Regions from separate parts of the Zea mays genome. Here region 2 is linked to region 1. The links are chromatin contacts, called in public Hi-C maps. All regions are on one chromosome and are shown on one strand. Each heading gives the region's core, a stretch centred on a gene start, on an enhancer-like site or on the middle of the called end of the contact. The rest is flanking DNA. Distances are from core to core; before and after follow the strand shown. Region 1 holds the start of LOC732789 (homogentisate phytyltransferase VTE2-1). Region 2 holds the start of LOC100283089 (fasciclin-like arabinogalactan protein 8).

The links. Hi-C and Micro-C count contacts between places; a contact is called where the count stands out from the background.
Region 2: a contact with region 1 is called in a Hi-C map of tassel, with 2.8 times the contacts expected there. The contact joins the promoter of LOC100283089 here to the promoter of LOC732789 in region 1. A contact is called at or near these places in 4 of 25 Hi-C or Micro-C datasets (bundle sheath, ear, root tip and 1 more).

Annotation. Positions count from the first base shown.
Region 1 is chr9:111,888,643-111,894,308 of Zm-B73-REFERENCE-NAM-5.0, forward strand. LOC732789 (homogentisate phytyltransferase VTE2-1) reads right to left here and starts at 2,796. Exons shown (of 12, transcript NM_001112407.2): 1 at 2,482-2,796; 2 at 1,162-1,451; 3 at 965-1,048; 4 at 808-882; 5 at 638-721. The coding sequence starts at 2,545. It overlaps LOC100275605, which reads right to left. Exons shown (of 10, transcript NM_001149655.2): 9 at 5,259-5,504; 10 at 4,756-5,163. The coding sequence ends at 5,121.
Region 2 is chr9:112,154,582-112,160,525 of Zm-B73-REFERENCE-NAM-5.0, forward strand. LOC100283089 (fasciclin-like arabinogalactan protein 8) reads left to right here and starts at 2,755. Exons shown (of 1, transcript NM_001155991.2): 1 at 2,755-3,841. The coding sequence starts at 2,798. The coding sequence ends at 3,634.

The DNA.
Region 1 (5,666 bases), core at 1,546-4,045:
GCCAACCTTGTCTCCTGGGTCGCCAAGCGGCAGCCCATCGTTTCTCACTCTAACGCTGAGGCCGAGTACCGTGTTGTGACTAACGGCGTGGCCGAGGCCTCCTAGCTCCGCCGGCTTCTCCAGGAGCTCCACAGCCCCCTCCAGCGCGCCGCTCTCGTCCACTACGATAACGTCCACGCGGTCTACCTCTTGACCAATCCCGTGTAGCATCAGCGCACGAAGCACGTGAAGATTGACCTTCACTTCATCCGCGAGTGTGTCGCCGCCGGTGACGTTCACGTTATCAGCGTTCCGACCACGTCGCAGTTCACTGACATCTTCACCAAGGGGTTGCAGTCGAGTATTTTTGCCGAGTTTCGATACAGTCTCAACATTTGTACATGATAGAGTTGAGACTGCGGGGGATGTTAGAACCTCGCTAAGGTTTTTGGCCATCCTCATGTAATTACCTGTATACCCCCAGTGTAATGGGCTTGGCCCAACTACTCGGCTATATTAATACAGTCTCAACCCTGGTTAGGGTTAGGGTTTCACTTCCAACACTTTTAGGCATCTCAGTATCAACATATCTAGAAATAAATTCAAAATAAAACATGAAGCATAATGCCAATTTCTTCTATATTGAGAGCATAATTACCATAGCGGCAAAGACCGAAACTATTGCAACCCCAGTTGCAAGGGTGTATTCCCCAGATGCCAATGGAAGAGTTGGCTTGTTAACCTAGAGCAGTACAAATATTAGCTCCTAGCAGTTATTAGTATGGTAGTAAAAGGTACTTAATGAAGATTAAAGTGAATTCAAAATACCTTGTCTATCTCAATGTCGAATAACTGGTTCAGTCCAACAATATAGATATTCATGAAAAGGGCAGCTACCACTGCCTACATAAGAGTACAAAGTAGTAGAATGAAACAATACATCTTTATAACAATGAAAGGATAGAGATGCTCAAAGTATCACTACCTCCAGCAAACCAGTGAGGAACAAAGGTGATATATCAGACAAGCTCTGGACAGCTAGAAGGGAAACTGAGACTATGCTTAATGCCTGATTACACCAGCAAAATCTCTAGATCAATAAAGAGAAAACAAAGGAAACAACACAAGGACATACTTACTGGACGATCATGTAAATGAAACAGTACATCAACGTGACTTAACTGTTCCTATGACAGTATGTGGCCGGGAAAATCTGTAAAATGCATCTAGAGAAGATGATATTGCCCTCCAGATGGTTGTAGAATCATGTGTTTCAGGTTCAGACTGCAGCTGTTGCCCCGAAGCATTAACAGAAGTATTTAATGACCGATGTGATATCCTACAATAGGAGGATTTCCATTCGAAGAATTTCTGATGGTGATGCAAGGTAGGACCTTGGGTCCTTTGGCTAGAAAAGCAAATTCGTCCTTCACCATTTCGTTGTATGGAACAACATGGTGGTAGAAAATGATCTGGAAATTCAAACATTTCAATACTAGGCCAAACACTAGAGAAAGTAACAGAATGAAATAATGTGTGACCAATAAGCTCGACATCTGCATTACTAATTACAGTCCCACAAACCATGCCCGCTGTGCCTTCTACTACTACAATATATGTGGGAGCCTGGAATTAGTCAAAGAAGAAATGAAAACTTGAAGTGTTTCCCCTACTACAGTCTACATGGGAGTCTGGGATTGGTCAAAGAAGAAAAGAAAACTTGAAGTGCTACCCCTACTACAGTCTTCATGTGAGTCTGGAATTAGTTAAAGAATAAAAGGAAACTTGAAGTGCTTCCCTACACATAAGCAGGTACAGTTGGGGCAACACTGCTTTTGATTATTTCAACAATTTTTTTTTGTTATTTTACAGTCAGTAAAGTTTTGAGCAGAACTAGTCAACAAGGTCACAAGTAAAACATTTCCTTGAAGCTAATTTGAAGAAAAAAAATAGCAAAAGGGAATTTCATGACTAATTTTAACCCTCGCTTGTACATGTAACCATCCTGATAAAGTTAGAATCAGCAGAAACCAAAATCCCTGCAAGGTTTTGACATCTTAATTCTCATCCCCAACCTCTAAAACGTGAAATTGGACTACACCACCATGGCCCGGGTTTGATGTCCCCGCAGGAACCCATCATTTTAAAGACTGAGCTATCTAACAAACTCCAGGTAAACAGTTTTCCTGTCCATGACAGCTTTGACATTAATATCAGCCACTCCTCTCTCTCAAAAAAAGACGACATTAATACAACTGCTCCTGCATCGTTTTCCCACTGATTCCAGGCGCTACAGCCAACCGGAGTACAGGACGGAACGAGCCCGGTTAGTGTTCGATTAGAAAAGAGCAAAGGAATACTCGCGCATCACAAGCATCGCGGTCTTTGTGGCTACTAGAGTACACGATTAATCCGTCGAACTAAAATATCCAGCTCAATAGAACTAAAGCCTGCAGGCCAGGTTCTGTCGCGGTGAGCGGCGAGGGGAAGGAGTTCACTGACCTCGCGGGCGGGCCGCGCCGGGCCGCACGGGGAGGAGGGACGGCCGTAGGCGAAGCGCGTCCATCCCTTGGCCGGGGGGGAAGCGGGCCGCGACGAGCCGACGAGTGAGCAAGTGGAGTGGAGGGGCAGGGGCGGCGGGCGGGCGCGGGGTCAGTGGTGGACGCACACGCACGCAGGCACGCGGCAGCAAGCAGGTGGCGCTCGTCGCGCTGCGCGGCGGTTGCCAAGTCAGAAGAGTCCGGCCGGCGGCCCCGTGCCTTTCACGCACCGCACGGCACGGCAATGTGTGCACATAAGTGGAAGTGATGAGTGAAGTGGTTGCACGGGTCGTGTACTCGTGTCGTGTCGTTGCACGGGTCTTCCGGCCCCGGTCGCAGCGAGTGCATCCGCAAGGCGTCGCTGTCCGTGGACCGTGGATCGCGATCGCGCGATGTGACTGTGCCTGCGAGTGATTGGGCAGTTCCGTTCACATGGAAATGACACCGTTCACCGGATCACAAGTTCAAAACACAGGGCAGTTCATCCTCGTATTCAGACTATACTTTGTCAACATTATAGTATAAAATGCAAAACAATATTTTAATTAACCATACAGATAAAACAACTTTAAACTATCTTTAGCCGTTTACTCATTCACACTCATATATTTAAACTTCATTTTGTAAACAGTGCAAAGTAGTGTCTTTATGTAACCATATGTGTAAACCGTTGATCAAAGTCTTATTTGTGAGCACGTCCATATGAAACGTCTGTTGGAGATAGCCTGAGTGATCGCATAACCATGATATACCGTATTCCATTTGTTGTAAATCAAGGTATGTCCTGTTTAAAACCATTAGAACTAATAGTTAGTCAATTAATAAGTTATTAGATAGATTGAGCTACCTAATTAATTAATTGTTAGCTATGATGTACCTAACAATTGAAGGTGTTTGAAACCTATACCACTAATTTTAGTATCTAACCGTTGACTCTAGAGGACGGAGTCTAAAGGTAATATGTTAAAACTTTTCTAGATATATTGTTTTTGTTAGATACGTATAAAGGTTAAAAGTTTCTAAAATCCGAGGAAGTACGAAGTATTGTGTGGGCGATCTTTCCCGCGAATCTGTAAGAAGTAGGAAGTAGGAAGTACGAAGTGTTGGCAGGGACAGAGGAGGCGTTGTAGTTGTGTCATGCTAATCGGAATCTGGAAGTGTTGGCAGGGACAGAGGATTCAGGACCACTGGCACAACACGCACATGTGCGTCCTGCACTGAGCGAGCCTGGTTTTGTTCACATGGGACTGAACGCCAGTTACGACTTCATCTGACGTGGCTTCAGATTAAAATTAGTTATTTAGATTGCTGCAGCTATAATTAATAAAAACAAATATAATATAAAAACAATAAAAATCCGTACGAATTAAAACCGAGCGAAGATGTTGCATGGTTCTTTTAGACACTCCCGCTTACTGAAATTCTGCAGATTTCTGCCTGGCTCAGGACCTTCACCTTGGCAATGGCAGGACGACGACTAGGACAAGTCGGCATGGCATCGGAAAAGGTCGTGGTCGAGAAGGGTTTCCCTACCATACAAGGGCACCACACAGCCATCATCTTCAGCTCCGTGTAGCGTTCTGTTCACCGAGAACGATCGACCACCTACCTACGCTACGCATTCAGCAGTAAGTACAGTGTAGCATACAGTAAACCAGGGCACCTGGACAAAGAGAAAGTGGCTAAACTGCACCAGGATAACATAAACAGCTACATTTGGCCGGATGCGATGCTTTGGAGTTATCTGCCGAGTTCACGACGACTTCGATCGTTGCAGGCGCTTTGTCTACTCGTACTCGTCTATCTCCTCCTATCCTAGCGCCGTACACTGGTACTGTATTTTGCTTTGTTTTGATGGTACTTTTACGGGTGTTCATTCACCAAGCCCCGTGCCGTTTCCTGCTGCTAAACTCCTGTAGCCTCCTCAAGCCTTCAACGCCGTGCCACGCTGCCAGAGATACTGACTACTGAAGCGGGCGGGCGAGATGTATGCGTGCACGGCAGCAGGCCGAAAGCGACGAGGCCATTGGCTCCAGCTAGGCATCCCACGTGCCGGTGCCGTCGCACATCATCCCAGGATATTTTCATCTCCGGCCGCCGAGGAACGACAGCAGCAGCCAGCTGCCAGCCTAGCCGGAATGGACTGATGAGTGATGAGAGACTATTTCCACATCATACACCTGTTGAAGAACGAGACTATTTCCACATCATACAGCACCATCTGCAAGGCGCAAAATTACCGCCGTCTCTGACGACCGCGGGCTCTTCAAGATTACTAGTAATCTTTGCCTATCAAAACTCGAGATTTGATACAATGGTATTATATCTATCAAACAGGATTATATGGAGCTGATTTGGTACAATGATGTCAATACATCCTACAAAAAAAAACAGTACATGAGCTGCGTAGTGGCAACCTTTTTTTCCCTCGGACTCCCTTCTCTGAAACATTAACGCACACGGAAAAACTTCGCCGTTTGCTTCCAGGTTCTCCAAATGTTTCGATAAGTTAACCTTGGCGGCGTTAAGATGGCTTGCACTGTACAGAAGTCACAGGAAACTGGAAAAGGCGCCGGAATCCAAGCCAAACGGAGCTCAAGCCTACGAAGCAGGGGTGCCCGGGTCATCTGAGCTAGGTCCGTTCCTAGTTTACAAGTAGACCATGAAAGGTCACCATGCCCTGTTCTGTTCCTATATATATATAAAAAAAAAAATTGGAAAATGTCGGAGGTTACCTACCTCGCCTTCCTGGGCCTCCCAACGGGTCTCTTCACCGGAACGTCTCCCAGCTCTGGCTCTTGTTCCGTCAGCACAAGTTTACTCTGCTCAATCAAGCCCATCTCCGATTTGACCATGGCATCGTTGTTCTTTCGACGCTGACCCCTTGCAGGCGACCTTGTTGGAGTCGCCGTGGTCTTCTGTACGTTGGGCTGCCTCCTCCTGCGGTTCTTGGAGCCATTCTGTACTTGAATGCCCGTCGGCAGGCTGAAAGACACGTTTACAGAATCCTTTATTTTTAACTTTCGAAGGAATTTTAACCTGACAACAAAAAAGTTTGGGCATAATATGGTACACAATGTTTTACTGCGCCTGACGACCTTTAGATGCAATTCAGGTGGTTGATATTAACAGCTCATCATAAAAAGA
Region 2 (5,944 bases), core at 1,505-4,004, 270 kb after region 1:
GCTTTGAATGGGCGTTTCCTCAAACAGTACCATCCTAGTATGTGGCAAGATGCCTAAGAAAACCGATGTGATCACATCGAGTTAGTTGCTTTTGGTTCGCCCAGCTCCACCAAAAGGCAGGGGGCATATGTTCGAACCGGTTTTGAGCCGGCGGACAGTCCGGCCCTGAGGCCGGACGGTCCGCGGTCCGGACGGTCCGCGCCTGTGGGCCGGACGGTCCGCGCCTGTGGGCCGGACGGTCCGCGCGTGCGCAGAACAGATTAGGGTTCCGAGTTTTGTGCTACGGTTGTTAGCTATATTCGCGGGATTAGCTCGGAATCAGTTGTGTAAAGGGTCCAGCCCCCCTCCTCTATAAATAGAGAGGTCTACGGCCGATTTGTAATCATCAACAATCGAATCAATACAACTTTTATTCGCATTTTATCCTAGGAGTAGTTCTAGCCTAGTTTAGGTTTAGCTATCCAATCCCCAAATTCTTCGTCTCTCTTCGGCTCTACGTCGATTAGAGGAGTCTAGGTCGGCCAGCCCGAGCCTAGACACCACCTAGGATCTCTTCTCCCCGACGGGGTCCCTCCCGGGAGCGAGATCCAGGCGCCGCCGGCGACTTCCGCCGCCTCTGCGTACGTGCGGACCGTCCGGCCGTCAGGCAGAGAAGCCCCAGCTGCGCACCAGGCCGCGGACCGTCCGGCCCCAGGCCGCGGACAGTCCGCCCCTGCGCAGAGAGCACCACCGCGCCTCGCACCAGGCCGCGGACCGTCCGGCCCCTGCGCGCGGACCGTCCGCCCCTGTGCAGAGGGCACCGCCACGGTTCTTCTTGAGTATTTGGCGCTCCGAAAAGGCGTCAACAGGCGCCGAGGTAACACAGCTCGACGCCATAGGCTATGACACCGAGGTACGTGCTGTGCTGACACAACCCGAACGCCTTGGCGCCGAGCTCTGTTGTGTAAACACAAAGCTTGTTTAGCTTAGTTGTTAGAGCGCAAGGATAACAAAAACAAAAAAAAACTGGATGAGAAATAAATCTGGACGGACAAATCAGCGACATAAACGAAAAATCTGGATAAAAAAACAAATAAGTGACAAAGACAAAAAAAAATATTGAATACCCACCATGGGGCTCGAACCACGACCACAAGGTTAAGAGGCTTAAGCTCTACTGAGCTAGACAAGCTTTGTGTTTACATAACCGAGCTCGATGCCAGATCTATGGCGCCGAGCTCGGTGCCACGTCGGCGCCACGACATCCGGTTGTGTCAGCGCAGCACGTACCTCGGCGCCATAGCCTATGACGTCGAGCTGTTACCTCGGCGCCATAGGCTATGCGCCGAGCAAAGGGTCCAAAAATGACATTAAATTTTTTTAGGGTCCAAACGTGATTTTTTTCTGAGAAAGGGCCAAAATGCAAAAAAAATTCGTGCTCCTTGTCGCATTGCATTGCCTATTTGCCTCTCAGCACTTCCTTTCTCCGTTTTAAACAAGCATAAGAAAAAGGAACAATTTAAGAAGGCTCACCACGTTGCTACTATACTGTGTGATATCGGCTGACTTAAGTTGGGCTTCAGATGAGCCCACACCCTAGCAGTGGGCCAGGCTCTGTACCGGGCTACCGGCACCAGGCAGGCCCATTTCCGTTCTAGACCAGGAAACTTAACTATAAGTCATTCCAGTTCTGTTACAGAGTCAAATCATCATCTTAAGTTTTACTAAATTTATATAATTAAACAGTAATATTTATGGTACCAAAAAGTACAATTAGATACTTCTTTGATTATATTTTATATTATACCCAGTGGATGTTACAGTTCTTTGTAATTTCTGTATAACATTAATCACACCTGAGATGGTTTGACTCTTCTAGAAAACTGGAATGCCTTATAATTTATAGAATAGTTTAAAACCAGGTAATCCTGCCCATGACAAGTTTTAGCTGACGATGAACTGAAATAGTATTGGCCATGACAAGTTTTAGCTGGCCATGACAATGATTCCTGGCCACGACAAGTTTTAGCTGATGAGGAACTGAACTAGTACCGGCCATGACAATTATTCCTGACCACGATAAGTTTTAGCTGACGAGGGACTGAACTAGTACTGACCATGACATGATCTGTATTTAAGGGAAACATGCATCTAAAACATGGGCCTAGCTTTTCGGACCAGCACGAACACGAATTGAAACTAGGAGCCTAAAATATAGCACAACATGAAGTCCTATGGGTCAGACTAGCATGGCCCGAAGCAGAATTGGGTCAGCCTTAATTTTTGGCTGTGCTGGCCCCCGACACGACCCGCACGTATGAGTCAGGTGTGAATCAGTCTGGCTCGATAAAGACTACAATATTTAATTTCTTTAGTTTAGTGAGCAATGTACTTTATTAATTGTAATGTTTGGATTTTATGTGGTTCAAATATGTGTGGTGCTTGGGCCGGCATAATTCAATGAAGACTCGACGTACTTTAGAACTGAACGGTCACTATTTCTACTCTTTAGATTGGCATGACACAACTCAAAAGTTTTTGAGCCTTCTCGATCCGAATTTATCTGACTGAATCACGATGGACCCGGCCCAACTCCCAGCACAAATCCTGCCAGCGGCTGAAGAAGTGGTCAGCCGAGAGTGAGATGAGATCTCCACTCTAATCGCTCAGGCCTTAAACCCCTCCTGTCCTCTAATTTCTCTCCCGCTAGCTGTCTAGTTCATGACCTGCCGCCCATGTCTCTATTTATAGCACTCTACGTGCCACACGCCGCGCGCTATCGGTGTGCTTATGCGTAAGTTCGTGCATCGGCGCACGTATGGCTCCTAACACCTCCTTGCTCGTGCTCCTCTTCCTCCTGCCCGCCGCCGCCACCGCCGCCGCACCGGCTACCGGCAACACCGCCTTCAACGTGACGGAGATCCTCGGCCGGTACCCGGAGTTCAAGCTCTTCAACCTCCTGCTCTCCAAGACCCGCGTCGCGCGCGAGGTCAACAGCCGGAGCCCCGTGACCGTGCTCGTCCCGGGCAACTCCGCGGTGGACTGGCTCCTCCGCCGCAGCGCCAGGCTGCCGCGCGCCGCGCTCGTGGAGCTCGTCTCCGTGCACGTCGCGCTGGACTACATCGACGCGGCCAAGCTGGCGTCGCTGCCCCGGGGCCAGCCCACCGTGGTCACCACGCTGTTCCAGACCACGGGGAGCGCGCTCGGCCGCACGGGGTTCCTGAACGTCACCGCCGCGGGGCGTGGCGGCGCGAGCGCCGTCTTCGTCTCGGCCGCGCCGGGGTCGCTGGTCAGCGCCACGTTGAAGAGGGCCGTGACCGCGAAGCCGTACAACATATCGGTGCTCCAGATCAGCAACCTCGTCGTGCCGCCGGGCATCATCACCAGGCCGCGGCTGCCGCTGCCGCCGTCGCCGTCGCCGCCCGCGCCAAGGATGACGCAGATGGCGGTCGCGCCGAGCCCTCCGCCGACGTTAACTTCGCCGCGGCAATCTCCGTCGACGTTGTTACCGGCCTCAGTGGGCGATACCGCGGAGGCTCCGGACACTGCTGAAGCGCCGGTGCCGTCGCATGGCCATGTGGCGCAAGTGGCGAGTTGGTGGACTGCTGCGGCCGTGGGGATGGCAATGGCATGCATACTGATCGGGTACTTGTAGGTCACTGCATTTGCAAATTGCAACTGGTTCGGTCGGGTGGGAATTGGATCGTCCCTTGCATTTTATAAGAGTAGTTCATTTTGCGCGCCATATATATAGTTAACTCTTATGGCTCATTTTCTTTTGTCGATCTTTCCAAAAAAAAATCGTTTCCTTGTATTATTACGCTTCTTGGAATTATAAAGAGTAGAAGAAATACAAAGGCCAGAAAAAAACAAGCTGAGTACGTCAACTGAAAGACTCCGCCTAGCTATATGTCATTTCTGATCCGTAAATTCTCTATCACACCAAACACACGACTACTCGACTTGTTATACAATCAAAGTTACGTTCTAAAACTATTCTGTCGCCCAAATTATTGAGCGCTAAAGATCTCTTTTAGCCATTTTAACTGTCATAGATCATCTTCAACAATATCCAAAACAAGTTCGGAAATCCTCGTTTTGGGGAATGAAAGAGAACTCAGGCTTCAACAGGCGCCCACACGTTGCTTGCTTTCCCAATTTTACTGCTCTACGTCTAGTCACCCCGTTCGGGCCATCTGTCGTCTTACATATCTCCACGACTCCGATAGCTTCTAAAAATATATCTCCAGATAAATATATTATACCCAGATTTAAAAGATAAAGTCGGATACGCCACATATGTGCGATAAAAAAACAACAACACATATAATAACAAAGTGTATAGAGATAAATGCCACAAATATCATAAATGTCATTATTACATAGCGGAAGTCTTACAAAATAAATAATAAATATAAAGCGAACTAAAAGTCCATCCTTAGTGTCATAAAACTAACTGCGAGACGCCACCTAGATTAACTCGTACTCCTCATTGTACGACTCCTCCTGGACCACATGTTCTTCTCCTGTGTGTGTGGGGGGGTTATATATCGCAACTGTGAGCTTATAAAAGATCATAACTCAACAAGTTGTGGGGAATAATGTGCATGAATTCGTCAAAGGTGGAAGTTCATGTGAAGTGTGAGGCTCACCAATAAATAGGGGTTAAAGCTGAACATTGCTTTTAATAAGTTGGTCAAGTTTTATTAGCAGTTACTAAATGTAAGTAAATACCAAACCAGAATAATACTAAATCAAAATTAACAATAAATCACAATGCGATGCAAATGTCCAATTGAATTTAATTCCATAATTTAATCATGCGAGAGTCCTGAGCCGCTCATGACCGCGAGCACGGCTAGTATACCAGTTTTACATTCTGTATAGGTCGTACCCTGTACCCACAAGTCGTGTATCCCATGTCACCAGGGTTAGCTAGACCCTTAGACACTACCGAGGTAAATGACTAGGGATCCACTACAAGGCCTTTACAAAGTTTCACTACCTTCAGAAAACCCGCTACAGTTTCTAGAAAGAGCAATGCAGGAATCCCCAGTCTGACCGCCATCGCAGCAAAATCAACCTAGGAACCTCCCTACACACCTACTCCCCTACTGCACTTGCCCCTATCGAGTAAGGTAGTCATCCACTAGCTTTCCTAGTTAGTCAGCCAAGGGCGTCCATGAGAGCACCTAGACGGGGGTGAATAGGTGATCCTATAAAATTCAACACTGAATAGCCCAAACTTGGTTACGAAATGTTAGTAAGATTAAAACCAAGTTGCTCAAGAGAGAACTCTTCACTTGATTGTTCCTTTAGGATGAGTATTGGACTTTGGAACAATAGCACAAGTGATTAAGCGAGAACTCTAGAAGAAAACAATCACAATGAAAAAAGACATGAGACAAAGTGATTTTATCCAGTGGTTCGGCCAATGTCTACTCCACGTTGTGGTGACCTCCTTTGGTCAAGGATTGCACTCAATCCCTCTCAAGTGATCCAATGATCAACCTTGAGTACCACGGTTTTCTTCCTTAGTAGTCTTTTATCGTTTGTGACGAATCTCCACAAGTTGGAGCTTCTCACCCTTACAATGTTTATCACAACAAAAGCCACAAGAGTAAGGGAGGGAAAGAAACACACGCAAGAACTAGAATCACAGCAATCACACGCGCACAAGTCAAGAGATGAGCACACAAACACAATGCAGGGAATTTGAAAGTCGCCTAGAGGGGGGGTGAATAGACGTAATCTAAAATTTACAACTTTAAACACGCACTACAAGCCAGGGTTAGCGTTAGAACTTAAATCAAGTCCGGGAGAGAGGGGGAAACAAATCAAATAGAAATCAAGCGGATGAACACGGTGATTTGTTTTACCGAGGTTCGGTTCCAAAGAACCTAATCCCCGTTGAGGTGGTCACAAAGACCGGGTCTCTTTCAACCCTTTCCCTCTCTCAAACGGT